3 separate regions of the Columba livia genome follow, and all the other regions are linked to region 2. Evidence: chromatin contacts called from public Hi-C data. All regions are on one chromosome and are shown on one strand. The core of a region is the stretch at or near the end of the contact, and the rest is flanking DNA. Distances in the headings are between cores, read along the strand shown.

The links. A called contact is a pair of places that touch in the nucleus more often than the background predicts.
Region 1: a Hi-C map of liver shows a contact between it and region 2, with 2.4 times the contacts expected there. The contact joins the enhancer-like site here to the promoter of TRIB1 in region 2. A contact is called at or near these places in 2 of 2 Hi-C or Micro-C datasets (crop and liver).
Region 3: a contact with region 2 is called in a Hi-C map of liver, with 2.5 times the contacts expected there. The contact joins the enhancer-like site here to the promoter of TRIB1 in region 2. A contact is called at or near these places in 2 of 2 Hi-C or Micro-C datasets (crop and liver).

The regions. Positions count from the first base shown.
Region 1 is chr2:150,867,366-150,871,178 of bColLiv1.pat.W.v2, forward strand. No RefSeq gene overlaps it. Among named protein-coding and RNA genes, the nearest start is that of TRIB1, 65 kb to the left of the region's middle. Within about 2 kb of position 2,011, at least 1 of the 3 cell types and tissues checked has an H3K27ac peak away from gene starts, as active enhancers do.
Region 2 is chr2:150,801,927-150,805,842 of bColLiv1.pat.W.v2, forward strand. It overlaps TRIB1 (tribbles pseudokinase 1), which reads left to right and starts at 2,182. Exons shown (of 3, transcript XM_013368575.3): 1 at 2,182-2,623; 2 at 3,009-3,301. The coding sequence starts at 2,321.
Region 3 is chr2:150,687,440-150,691,314 of bColLiv1.pat.W.v2, forward strand. NSMCE2 (NSE2 (MMS21) homolog, SMC5-SMC6 complex SUMO ligase) reads left to right here. Exons shown (of 8, transcript XM_065054385.1): 4 at 3,328-3,434. Among named protein-coding and RNA genes, the nearest start is that of WASHC5, 28 kb to the left of the region's middle. Within about 2 kb of position 1,677, at least 1 of the 3 cell types and tissues checked has an H3K27ac peak away from gene starts, as active enhancers do.

The DNA.
Region 1 (3,813 bases), core at 761-3,260, 65 kb after region 2:
TTGCTCACATTGCTGCTTTAGGAGCGGGACTTGCTGGTGAGATGATGCACCGCACCATCAGCCACCCAGGCGGCACTTCCGCTGTCTGCTTGTGGCTTGTGACCCCTGAGGCTGCAGAAAAAATGCATTATTCCCAAGTAAAGCATTCTTGCACCTTTTCCAGAGCCACTTCCAAAGTGTCCCTTGTGATGGCTGTGCATACAGCCTCGCAAGCACCTTTGTCTTCTTGTAGGTGGAGCTGGGCTGGTCTGCCCCAGTGCTGGCAGGCACGGGCAGCCCGACACAGCCACCTCCTGCCACGGGACACAGAAGGGCAGTGCTGGGCTCCCACGGCCACTTGTCACACCTGCACTGGACAGTTTGGCTCAGATCCCCTGTGTGACGGCTGCAAAAGCATTTATGAGCTCCAGTCAAGACCAGTGAAGCACATCATTCTCACAGTGTTGCCTCTGTTGCAAAAATGATGTGCTCTTGGCAATGCTGTCAGGAAACTCTGTTCCTGAGGCTAAATGCATGCAAAGCAAAGCTTCCCTTCTGACAAACAGAATAAAAATATCCTGATCTTGGCTGCAGTAGCAAAAATGCTCCTGGCCTATTAAAATTATGTCATTGAAAGAAGTGTCTCTATGTCTGCTGGTGTACCTGTAAATCAGTTCAAGTGAATGGTCCTTTGAAACTCATTTCAGCTGATATATATGCTCTTGAGGATGAATGAACTTTTGAGCTGCTAATGCTGCCATCTCTCATAAGTCAAATCTCATTCCAGATACTGGAATCCCATGATGATAGTAAAAACTGGGAGTTTACAAGATACATCAGCATCATTTTGTTGAGGGCTTTCACCTTGGAAATCAAGCAGTGTCCTTGGGTTGAGTGTCTGTGAAACAAGTGCAGTGGCAATAGAGGAAGAGAGCGATTTTTTTTCTCTCTTTCAGTGCTGGTAGAAGAAGTTGGCTTTAGAGATCCTCTGTTAACAAAAGAAGAGTTATAAAGAGGGCAGTCATGATTCTCTCTGGCTTATGATTATATATCTATGTTTCTTTGCATGTGGCCACCAGAGAAGCTTTAATTTGGGCATGCTCAGAGTCCTGCCTGACTTCCTTCCCCATAGTAGGGAAAGCAGCATATCTGGAGGGGAAACCTGAAGCTTCCCTGGACTGATAGCCTGGACAGAAACAGGGTATTCTGGGTAGGAGGTTCCAAAAGCTTGTGTGTCCCTGCTCATTACTGTTCCTTATGTCTGATGACAAAATGAGCCAACGAAACTGAAGGAGACAGATCTGCAATTGGTGCAAGAGAAGGATGCTTTTGTAACATAGTGTCTGACTCATGGGACTTCCTGCTCTTGAAACAAAGGTTTCTTCAGGGCTCTGAAAGCTTATGAATTTACCTACACTATTTGAATAGAAAAGTAACCCATCGTTCACAGGATGGGTAATGTGTCAGATATTAGGTAGATTGGGTTAGCGGGAAAACCAGCATGTATTGTCAACCACTTAATACATACTTGTATTTGCATGGGACTGTCCTTCTAGTGCCAGCCCATTGCTAAACAGCCCAGTGACAATTCGGGTTTGACTCTTGCATGGTGAGATGTTTTGAAGGGTGATTCTAATGCATCCTCATTAACTGTACACTATGTAGAGATGCACTGTGGTTCTGTTGCATAGGGGTTTGAGATGGGATGCCCAAAGTTGATGCAGGATGAACAGTCCCCAGAGGGATTTACCCTCTGCCCTCCAGATGGCCCTTTTTGTTCACTGCCACTTTGATATTTTCATCCACAGTTGACTATTTTAATTTGCTGCAAATATCGGGATTTGTCATTAGGGTTGGCTGAGGAGAAATGGTTCTGCTGGAAAAGGAGCATCTTGACACCTGTGGTACTCTCACAGCACTGTCTTTGAGGCACTGAAGTTGCTAGTAGAAGCTAACAATAGGCAGTATGGTTATTCTTTGACCCAGGCCACGAACTGAAAGAGGAGTTTGTGTTTTATACTGGAGGCAAGGAAGTGCCCTGGCACATCCAAGTATCACTGTATAACCTTGAAAGTGGAGAGATCCTAAAACTGCAATCCTGGGAGGAAATTAGATCCAGAACTCTCCATCTGGACTGAATTCCTAGCAGTAAAGTATTCAGCTGATTACATAAATACAAGTTTTGACCTTACATTTCTATTTCCCCTGGACTTCCCCTGGATGGACTCAATGATCCTTTTGGGTCCCTTCTAACTCAGGACATTCTATGATTCTATGGACGCAGGATCAGGCACAGACTCTGTTGTGTCCGTGCGAGGCACACTGCTGTGACAGGGAAATGGCTTGTGCGGTTTAGCTTTTCCATTCGGAGAAGATTACTAAATGATTGAGAACTTAGTCAGAGTTTATAAAATTCACTTTTGTTAAAAAATTTAGCAGTGCCACCTACAGGAAAGTGCCGGGAAACTCAGTGGCTGTCCGGATAGCCACAGGACGAACTGTCCTTCTCTCCCTCCTCTGAAAAAGGAGATTTTACTGTCAGTGAGCTGCTCCCCTGATCAGCACGTTTCTCATCGACATCAAAGGGAGATCTGCATGCACAGATAATGAAGAATACCTGAGAACAGGACTTTGTCCAGAAACCACTGTCTTTGATAGCTGTTGCCTTTTTTTTTTAATTGTTTTTATTTTTTTTTATTTCCAAAAGCTTTCCCAAACACTATGCGTTGCATGTATAAGCTCTGGTCCAACTCCCAGTAGAAATGATGGCAGCTTTCCATGGGGTGCGATCCAGTTCTTAATGCCTTTCATGTATGCCAATGAAAACTCTTTACATTGCATACTAGCACTCTTTAAAGGCTCTCGAGTAGATAGACAGATTAGATTATTTAGCACTATACAATGCAACATAAGTGGTGCTGGTGAGTCATTAAATGGCATTCTTCCCTCTGACTCAGTGCAGAGTCAATGCCCGAGCATGTTGCTATGGGGCTCTGTGTTGTTGGAGGTGCTCTTTTTCAGAGAAGAAGTTAAAAACTAAGGTTTTGACCCACTATTCTTGCTACAGAACCCATTTGCCTGTGAGCCACTTGGTTGAACTTTGCAGAACTTCTCGCCCTAGAACAAGTTATCCTTAGCTTCCAATAGAAAACTATTGTTCTCGTTGCCAGGAGGGAGCAGGGTTTTGAGCTATCTGGAACAAAATGTTTTAAAAACAAGAATGGGTTATTGCGAATACACTGTGGGGTTTAAGTCCTTAATATTGAAGGAAAACCTACACGGTCACTTACTGCACATTAATTTAGCATTCTGGTTTTTGTTTACCACTTCAATGACTGTTTTCAATTACTGTTCCCTGCATGAAACCACTTTACTCAGGCCTGCTGCATATGTAGGAGAACTGACTTAGAAGATGACTACCCTGTTTTGCAGTAATTTTCAAGGTTTCAGACTGCTTTTTGTTCCCTATCTTTAAGGCACTGAGTGCCTGGAGTGTGAGAGTCTCTTGTTTAAGCCCCATCCATCTTCCTGGCCAGAAGATTTCATTGCAGTTCTTTCTCAGTTGTGCAAGGAAAGGAGTTTCACCTGGCTCTTTCATCTCCTGGCCACTGTCCTAACCACTAGGATGTAAATTACATGACTCTCTTGTAAAAAAACACCAACAAGACTTTCTCAAAACCTGATGTCTTGACAAGAACACTTCAGTTTTGAAATCTCACTTTGTGGAAAATGTTCTGACCAGCTCTGATACGCAGCCAAGTTTGCTCAACAAATTACATCAGCAGCCCTGAGATGTCCGAATGCTCCTTCTGAGGAGAAGAGCTGCCCAGGCAA
Region 2 (3,916 bases), core at 932-3,431:
CCCAGATGCTTTTGAGGGAACAGGATGACGAGAGAGGCCTTTTGCCTTTCTTAAGTGTGTGCCATCCCCTATTTGGCTGCCAGTAGCCTCAACCAAGCACCTCTGCTGGTTCTTGTGGCATGGGGACAACACGAGGTGACCGGCCATGGACTATTAGGAGGTGTTAAATGGGTGGGAGACTGGGAAGGTGAAGGACATGGCTTCCAACAGGGTGTGCAAAAGGATCCTCAGCAGGTCCCTTCTCCTCAGTGGGGACAGTGAGCTGGCACAGGAGCTGAGGGGGGATCTGCAGGGGCTGAGGTCCCGAGGGCCAGACTTACCCCAGGTGCACCCTCAGCCTGAGAGAGCTACAGGGGATGCCGTGATACACCATTAACACCCAGGAGCATGTTTCTGTAGGTCCTTTACTAATTCGATGATGTGTCTACACCTTTCGCCCATCCTCAAAAGCACGGGCACCCCCGGCACTATCTCAGGCATAGGGAGCAGCCCACATGTGCAGGATCCTACCAGCTCCATTCACCCGGCAGTGACATCCCGACCATAAAACTTCCAGGAAAGGAAAAGTAAAACAAAGGTCTGATGGATACTTCTGCGTGTTTTACGCATGAGAGGAATGAAATAAAGTTATGTGCTTTCAGAGTTGTGGTGAATCGCTCGGAAACAATCTACAGAATTGTATTTCTGGGAAAAAAAAAAATAAAAAAAATAAAAAAGGGAAAATGCAGGCCCTGGGATATCCCTTTATGGCATATGCATTTCATGTTTAAATGCATTAATGGGACTGCTATGCTATGAGTCATCCCGCACAAGAGTTTCATGTGTTTCTTAAAATACACTAGAAGTAGCTGAAGGCATGCACGGGTTTGCCGTGCAGTTATCTATCAGGAATCTGAGCAAATACCTGCACGTGTGGCATCACGGGCTCCGGAGCTGGGGGCCCTGTCCGGTCCCTCTGCGCTACTTGCACAGACCAGGGGCGGGGAAGCCAAAACGGGATAGGAACTGATCCTACAGAATAACAAAACGCAGGCTCCCTGTGCTATAAGTGAAGCCTCAGCACTGAATTACCGAAAATTTGCATATATGTAAACAGAAAAGCTGGAGATTTTCCTTCTGAAGAACTCTGGTCAAAACTACAGCAGTCTGCATTTTTTTTCCAGGGATGATTTGTTGTCTGCTTTTCTCTCATTTTTCTTCTGTTTACTCACAGTCCTGGCTGCAAATCTGTTTACTATTCTTTTAAACCCACACTTGTGAGTCCGATGGTGGCTGTTGGGCTGGATTCTCTGCTCCTCGCAGGTCACTGCGCTGCTGCTCGCTCTCCACGCTGTTCCTTTTTCAGAGAGCAGGTACTTTTAACATGGGAAACACCCAACGCAAAGGTTTTCTGCTGGTGCACGTTAAGTCCACGCTCATGAATGAACAGCGGTAAACGCACAACAGCTTCGTGACGCAAACCTTGGGATAAACACTCATTATTTAGTGATTAGTGACAAGAATTAGAGCTGGGGAGAAGTGTGGCAAATGCATAAAGCAGAAGCTTCTGGGAATCGAGCTGGACTTGCTTTCTCTTTGCAATTAGCCTGGCTCAACTTTTAGTTTTTTACTCATCACAGAGGCGATGCTGTCTGGAAAGCACTACGGCGGCATTCGAAATTTCTGGCACCGTTTCGCAGCAGCACACGCTGGTCATTGATAAACCTGCTGCTGCCATTTCCAGGGCTGCCCTTGCAGAAGAGACGCTCATCCTTCGGTGCCGGTGACTTTCTTGTGTATTAGATTTGCCAGAAAACGCTCCCTGCCCGTCTCTTCGTGCTTACAAGCGGGCGGTGGAGCCTTGAAGGTTCTGCCAGCGCGCTGGGCGTGCAGAGGGCGAACCCCTAAATCAAGGGGTGACCCCCCCAGCGCTGCTATCCCCAAGCGTGTGAGTCGGACATGGGATGTCCTTGCTGGAGAACCACAGCGGGGGGGGGTCCCGCCGCGCCCCCGGTCCCAGCGGGTCACAAAGCCCGGCGAGGGGCTGGGGACCGGTCTGCGCGACCCGCTGGCACCCGGGACGCGGAGAGCAGCGGGCGGAGCGGCGCAGGAGTGTCCGATCCTCCCTCCTCCCATTTCCCCGTGCGTCAGACCCGGGAGGAGGAGCCTCACATTCATTTTTTTTGCCTTTTTTTTTTTTTTTTTTTTTTTAAAAGCCTCCAACTACTTTAGCGCGGAGTCGGCAGCAGATGGTGGACACGGCCCGAGGTGAGGGAGCGAAGGGATGCGCCAAGCGCGCACCGCCCGCCTCTGAGCTCCGCGCCCGCTCCCGCTCCCCTCCATGAGCCGCCCCGCGTCCCTCCTGCCGGCCGCCCGCTGCCGCAGCGCCCCGGCCAAGCGGCTCCAGCCTCTCCACGACGGCCCCGCCGAAGAAGCACCGGCCGCCAAGTGCCCTCGCCTCGCCGATTGCGGACCCCCGGATTGCCTGAGCGCCCCCGGATCGCCTTGTCCCCCCGTGTCTCCCGCCGGCGGGGGAGCGGCGGGTCCCAGCCTGATCGCCTCGTACCTGCTGCTGCCGCTGGCCGAGCGGGAGCAGGTGTCCCGGGCGCTGAGCGTCAGCTCCGGGCGGGAGCTGCGCTGCAAGGTGAGCAACGAGCCCCGCGGATGGGCTGGGGTGGGGGGATCCTCCCGGGGGGAGAACCTGGCAACACATCCGCCTGCTGCTCCCCGGTTAGAAACGCCCGCCTGCTGCCCGTGGGGATTTACATGGGCTGGAAGTAAGCTGTGACTCCGGGTTACCTCGGAGTATCTTCCCCAAAAGGCTTTGAGATGGTGGTTTGTTTTATTTCCCCCCACTTCTTTCAATATAAAAATGAACAGGAAGGGTCTCGGTAACCGCTTTGAACGGCGTTCCTGCCGAGCCCTGGCTCCCCTCCAGCTCCCTCGTCATTGTTTGGGGAGAGTTGCTACGCGAGCCGCTGCTTTCAACGCCCTTGAGAATGAATTTTGGCTTAATTTCCTCTTTACAGGTGTTCCCCCTCAAACACTACCAGGACAAGATCCGGCCTTACATTCAGCTGCCGTCACACAGAAACATCACTGGGGTGGTTGAAGTCATCCTCGGGGACACCAAGGCCTATGTGTTCTTTGAAAAGGACTTTGGGGACATGCACTCCTACGTGAGGAGCTGCAAGAGGCTGAGGGAAGAGGAGGCTGCTGGGCTGTTCAAGCAGATCGTCTCTGCTGTAGCTCACTGCCACCAGTCGGCCATCGTACTTGGTGACCTCAAGCTCAGGAAATTTGTCTTCTCTAATGAAGAAAGGTAAGTGGCTGTCACCAGCCAGCCCTGGGGTGAGTGGGGAGGGAGGAATGCCACAGCCAGAGATGCAAAAAGTGTCCCAGGGAGTGGAAACGCCTGTGTCAGCCAGGCATCACCTGCGAGTGATCTGAGTAGGTCCCCATCACGTGTGCGTAGTAGGTCATGGATCTAACCGGTATGAACTGACTCTTAGCTTGATCTCAACTGACGAAAGGGAGGAAGCTCTCCGGGAGCTTCCTCTCATTCAGCAGAAGTTCAGTGCAACCCTCTGGTAGACAAAGGGACGATAGTTTGGATGCTCATTAGCACCAGAAGATGTCATGTGTGCCACTCATTCAGTGTAAAATGGATAAAGGGCAGGGAGAGGAGGGGGGCCGAGGCGCTGGCCCAGGGAGTGGGAACGGCTGGTCGGAGGGAGCAGGAGGTGTGAGGAGCTGGAGCTCTGGTCCCTCCTCGTCCCCAGGAGAGCTGCCCCATGGCAGAGCCGTGGCTGGGAGAGGGGTGCCCGGAGGGGTCTCCTCGCTGAAATTCCCTGCTGGTCAGGGTTACGCTGCTGAAGAAGGATTGTCTGTGTCCTTCAAGGCTCTGATCCCCCCTCCACTACCGGCGGTGGTGGTG
Region 3 (3,875 bases), core at 427-2,926, 110 kb before region 2:
TAATTTTCTTCTTTAATATTTAGGGAGACTTTTCAGAATAATATTCCTGTTTCCATTATAAAAAGAGATCATAAAGTCATGCGAGCTGGAATTCATAATCATGAAGTGTGTGTGTGTTCAGCCAGCTTATTTTAACATGATGCACATGGGCCTTTGAACGTGAAAATTATGGCCTTGAACTGGGCTTTCTGTGAGTAAAAGATGTAATATTGCAAAATGTATAATCTCTGGGTGGTGAGGGTAAGGACTTGTGGAGAAATGCTTACTAAACTCAATATATTTAGCTTAGATAACAAGGAGACATAACTACAGTATGCAGCTTCGATGGTATTTTGTGGCAGTAGCTAAAAGCATATGCAGAGCGTCTGGAATGCATTCCTTAGATATGAATGAAAAACATGATCAGGATAAATTTTGATTAGATAACAGAAGGGCACTGATCCAGCACTTGCGAAGCGTTTGATTTTGGTGTTGAGCTAGGCTGTCGGCCTGCAGAGTGAAAGATTTGAGTACTTTGGGGAGTCAGCTGGCTTTGTAGCTGGAGTCTGGCTGGAGGCTGTTCGGCAGATAACGTGGTCACCGTCTGCTGGAAGGGAGACAGTGCCTTGATTCCCTTCACCACGAATCTCTGCGGCCTTCCGCACACTGAAATAAAAGTAGCAGTGGGGCTTAAAGAGTGGATAATGGACAAAGCCTTTTGAACCTTTCAAAAGCATGATATAAGTATTAAATTTTGATCCTTCTTGATATTTTAGCATTGTTATACTGATGGGTTGGTGGGATTTGGGAGAGTTGTAGGATGGTGGTGAGGAAGTCTTCTCTAATTTCTTGTTCCCTAGTAAGATCAGGTCAACCGGTGTGTTCTGATTAGTCTATGGAGTCTGTTGTAAGGAAAGATTTAAGGTGCTGGGATCTCTGCCTTGATGAGCTGTAAAACTTGACATTCCCATACAGTCACCCACAGGTTCTCATCACCTGTACCCAAGCTCTGCTCCTCACCAGAGAGAGGCAGAAGTGCTCTTAGCTCGTCAGGGGAAGGAGTGTGGTGGGAGCAGAGGAGCCATGCACAGTGGGTTCTGGCAGTGTGTAATGTGCGACAACGAGAGGTTTTTAAGGCAAACAGGGTAGCCTGTAATGTAAGTTTTATTTTAAATCTTGTTTAGGAGATAGGGAGATGAGTGGCTGGGAACAACATGGGAAATTTCTTCTTAGCTCTCAACACCTTGGACTACAGGTGGAACTGCAGTTATAAAATGGACTCTGTTACCTGTCAAAGAGCAGAAAGAGGGGATGGACAATAACTGACCTATATACAGTCCTTCAGATCTATCTTTATGTCTATAATGCCTTCAAGGGCAGGCTGTGATCATGTGTTAAGTGACGCATTCAACAATTTCCTATTATACGTATCATAATTTATGTGCATGAAAGAACAGCAACAGGAAAAGAGCAGTGAACATCACCAAGACCTACAACAGGCCTGTGGATGGATGGAACACTCAGGACATGAACAAAGTAGGGCAGGATGTAGTTACAGATAATGTCCCTCTTGTCTGAGCTGCGTTCCACCTCTTTGAGCTTTATTTTAATGCGTCTCTCAAGTGGCAACATTACTATTCTTTATCTAAAGCTTTCTTTAACTTTTAGGAAAGACAGTGTTAATACAGCTCTCTTGGTGTTTGACAATGCACTTCTCTTCCCCTAAGGAAAAAAAAGAAAAGATTTAGACCACTGTAGTTTCTTTATGTCGTGGATATGATTCATTCTGGCCATGGGAGGAGAATGACAGTTACTTGCTACACAAACTTTTCCTGTGATTCATGGAGTGCCATGTGTGTCAGCCTTGAAGGAGGCACTTCGTATGCTTCCTAGCAGGAAGGAAGGAGAGCATGATCATAGTTACCAGCTAGGATATGGAAACAGGGTGGGAGGGAAGGGAAAGAGGAGAGGGAAATGCTGATTATTCAGAAGAAAGTTGGAATGCCAAGATTCTGTCTGCAATACTTATTCATCTACTTAATGAAAAATGGATACATACCAAACCTATATGTAATTAAGGGAAACATCATGACTGTAATTGCCATGTTCACAAAATAGTATGGCTTATTATGTAACTTTTTTTGTGTAAGTATATCTTAGCGCTTTTCCTTCTGCTTCCTGGATCCATCACTGTTTCATATGGTATGAAGCTTCTATCCCTGAGTGTTGTGTTTCAGCAACACTTTCAGGTTTTGCTCTCAAGCTAAGATGGCTTTATGCAATGCTTTATGTTAGTTTTCTGCAGAGACAGATTTTTGTGCTGTAAAATACTAATATAGTTAGCAACTTAGGAAGTGCACTTACTTGCCAGCTCAGAAGACATTTTCTTTTCTTCACAAAAAAAGTAATTTAAAAAGCTATGCCACAATTTTCTTCCTAAAAATAACAGCACAGATTGGCTACTTAAACTGCTTATAAAGAAGAATACTCCATTAAATGCAACCCCTAATGCTGCACGGCAGGCTTTGGGGCTCTTTCATGGCTTCCAGCTGCTTCCAGGTGTTTTCTTTACACCTGGAAACTGCAGGGTGGGAATAAACGGGAGCAGAAGCAGTGGAAACTCACATTTCTGAATTTCTTGTGTTTCTAAATGAGTTACGGAGTCAGGGCTGGCTGTCCTCCCACAGCTGGCAGTATTTGGTGTGTTACATGCACCTGTGTCAGGAGATACAGCAGGGCTGCTCAGCCCTATTGCATCTACAAGAGTCCTGCAGCTGAGCAGATGCACAGCAACGTTACAATTAATTGATTTTCATTGGCAATTAAAATGTTACTTTTTAATTTGCCAGTGCTATTCAGGCTTCCATTATTTCCTGTGTTATAAAGTGCTGGCTCTGTTCTGATTTTGCAGTAGCTATGCTTATTGGGGATAAGGGGTCTAATTATAACTCTGAACTATACTGTACTGAGAGGGCATTTAAGTTTCTTCTGACTATTTCTGAGGCAATGTGATGAGTCACGAAATATAACTTTTGCAGAAAATATCTTGATTGCCTAATGACTAGGTGTTGGTAGATGAAATTACACACACTCTCTCTTGTTCACATGAAACCAGGGAAGTGTTTTTCTGAGTAAGCTGTTTGTTCAAGTTACCCAAGAAATGTCAAGGTTTACAGTTGCAAAATAGGAAAAATGTATATGTTTGTGGAGCTCGAAAACCTTTGCTTTGCCTTGCCAGATGCTTTAGATATTCACAACATTAATATTTGTCTTTATATCTGTGAAGAAAAAATGCTGCTTGAAAATAATACAGCTGATCATCCATGTACAAAATATTTTGTTCTGCAGATGATGTGGAGGATGTTAACAGCATGGAAAATGTCATGTTACAATATGCTGCAATGGACAGAGAACTTAAGCATTATATGAAGGCAATTGAAGAAACGGTAAATCAGGTAAACTGCCACTTCTATTAAAGTTTTGAAACTACATCCTTACTTAAATATTATTTTTAGTATATACAAATATTACACTAAAACAATACATAGCTGGAAAGATTGATCTTTGACAGGTATGAAATACTAAAACTGCCAGTACAACTATTAGTTTTTCTTCCTAGCACGCATGTAGTGTGATACAGTTTCTAATACGTTCCCACCAAACTCTTGCACCAGTTGGAGTGTGGGATGAACAGTGCTTTGGCAATGACTGAGGACCGTGTAATGTCAGCTAATACCTTCTTCTCGTATTGCGGAAAATGGAAGCCGTGTAATGAATGGGGCAGCTGATCTCAGAGCAGACCAGCAGCTGTGGTAGTGGGGAGCTGGTGAAGCCTGGTTTCCAGTGTGTTTCTGCCACATGCATTTGCTGGTGCTTAATAAAGGGTGAGCTTATTA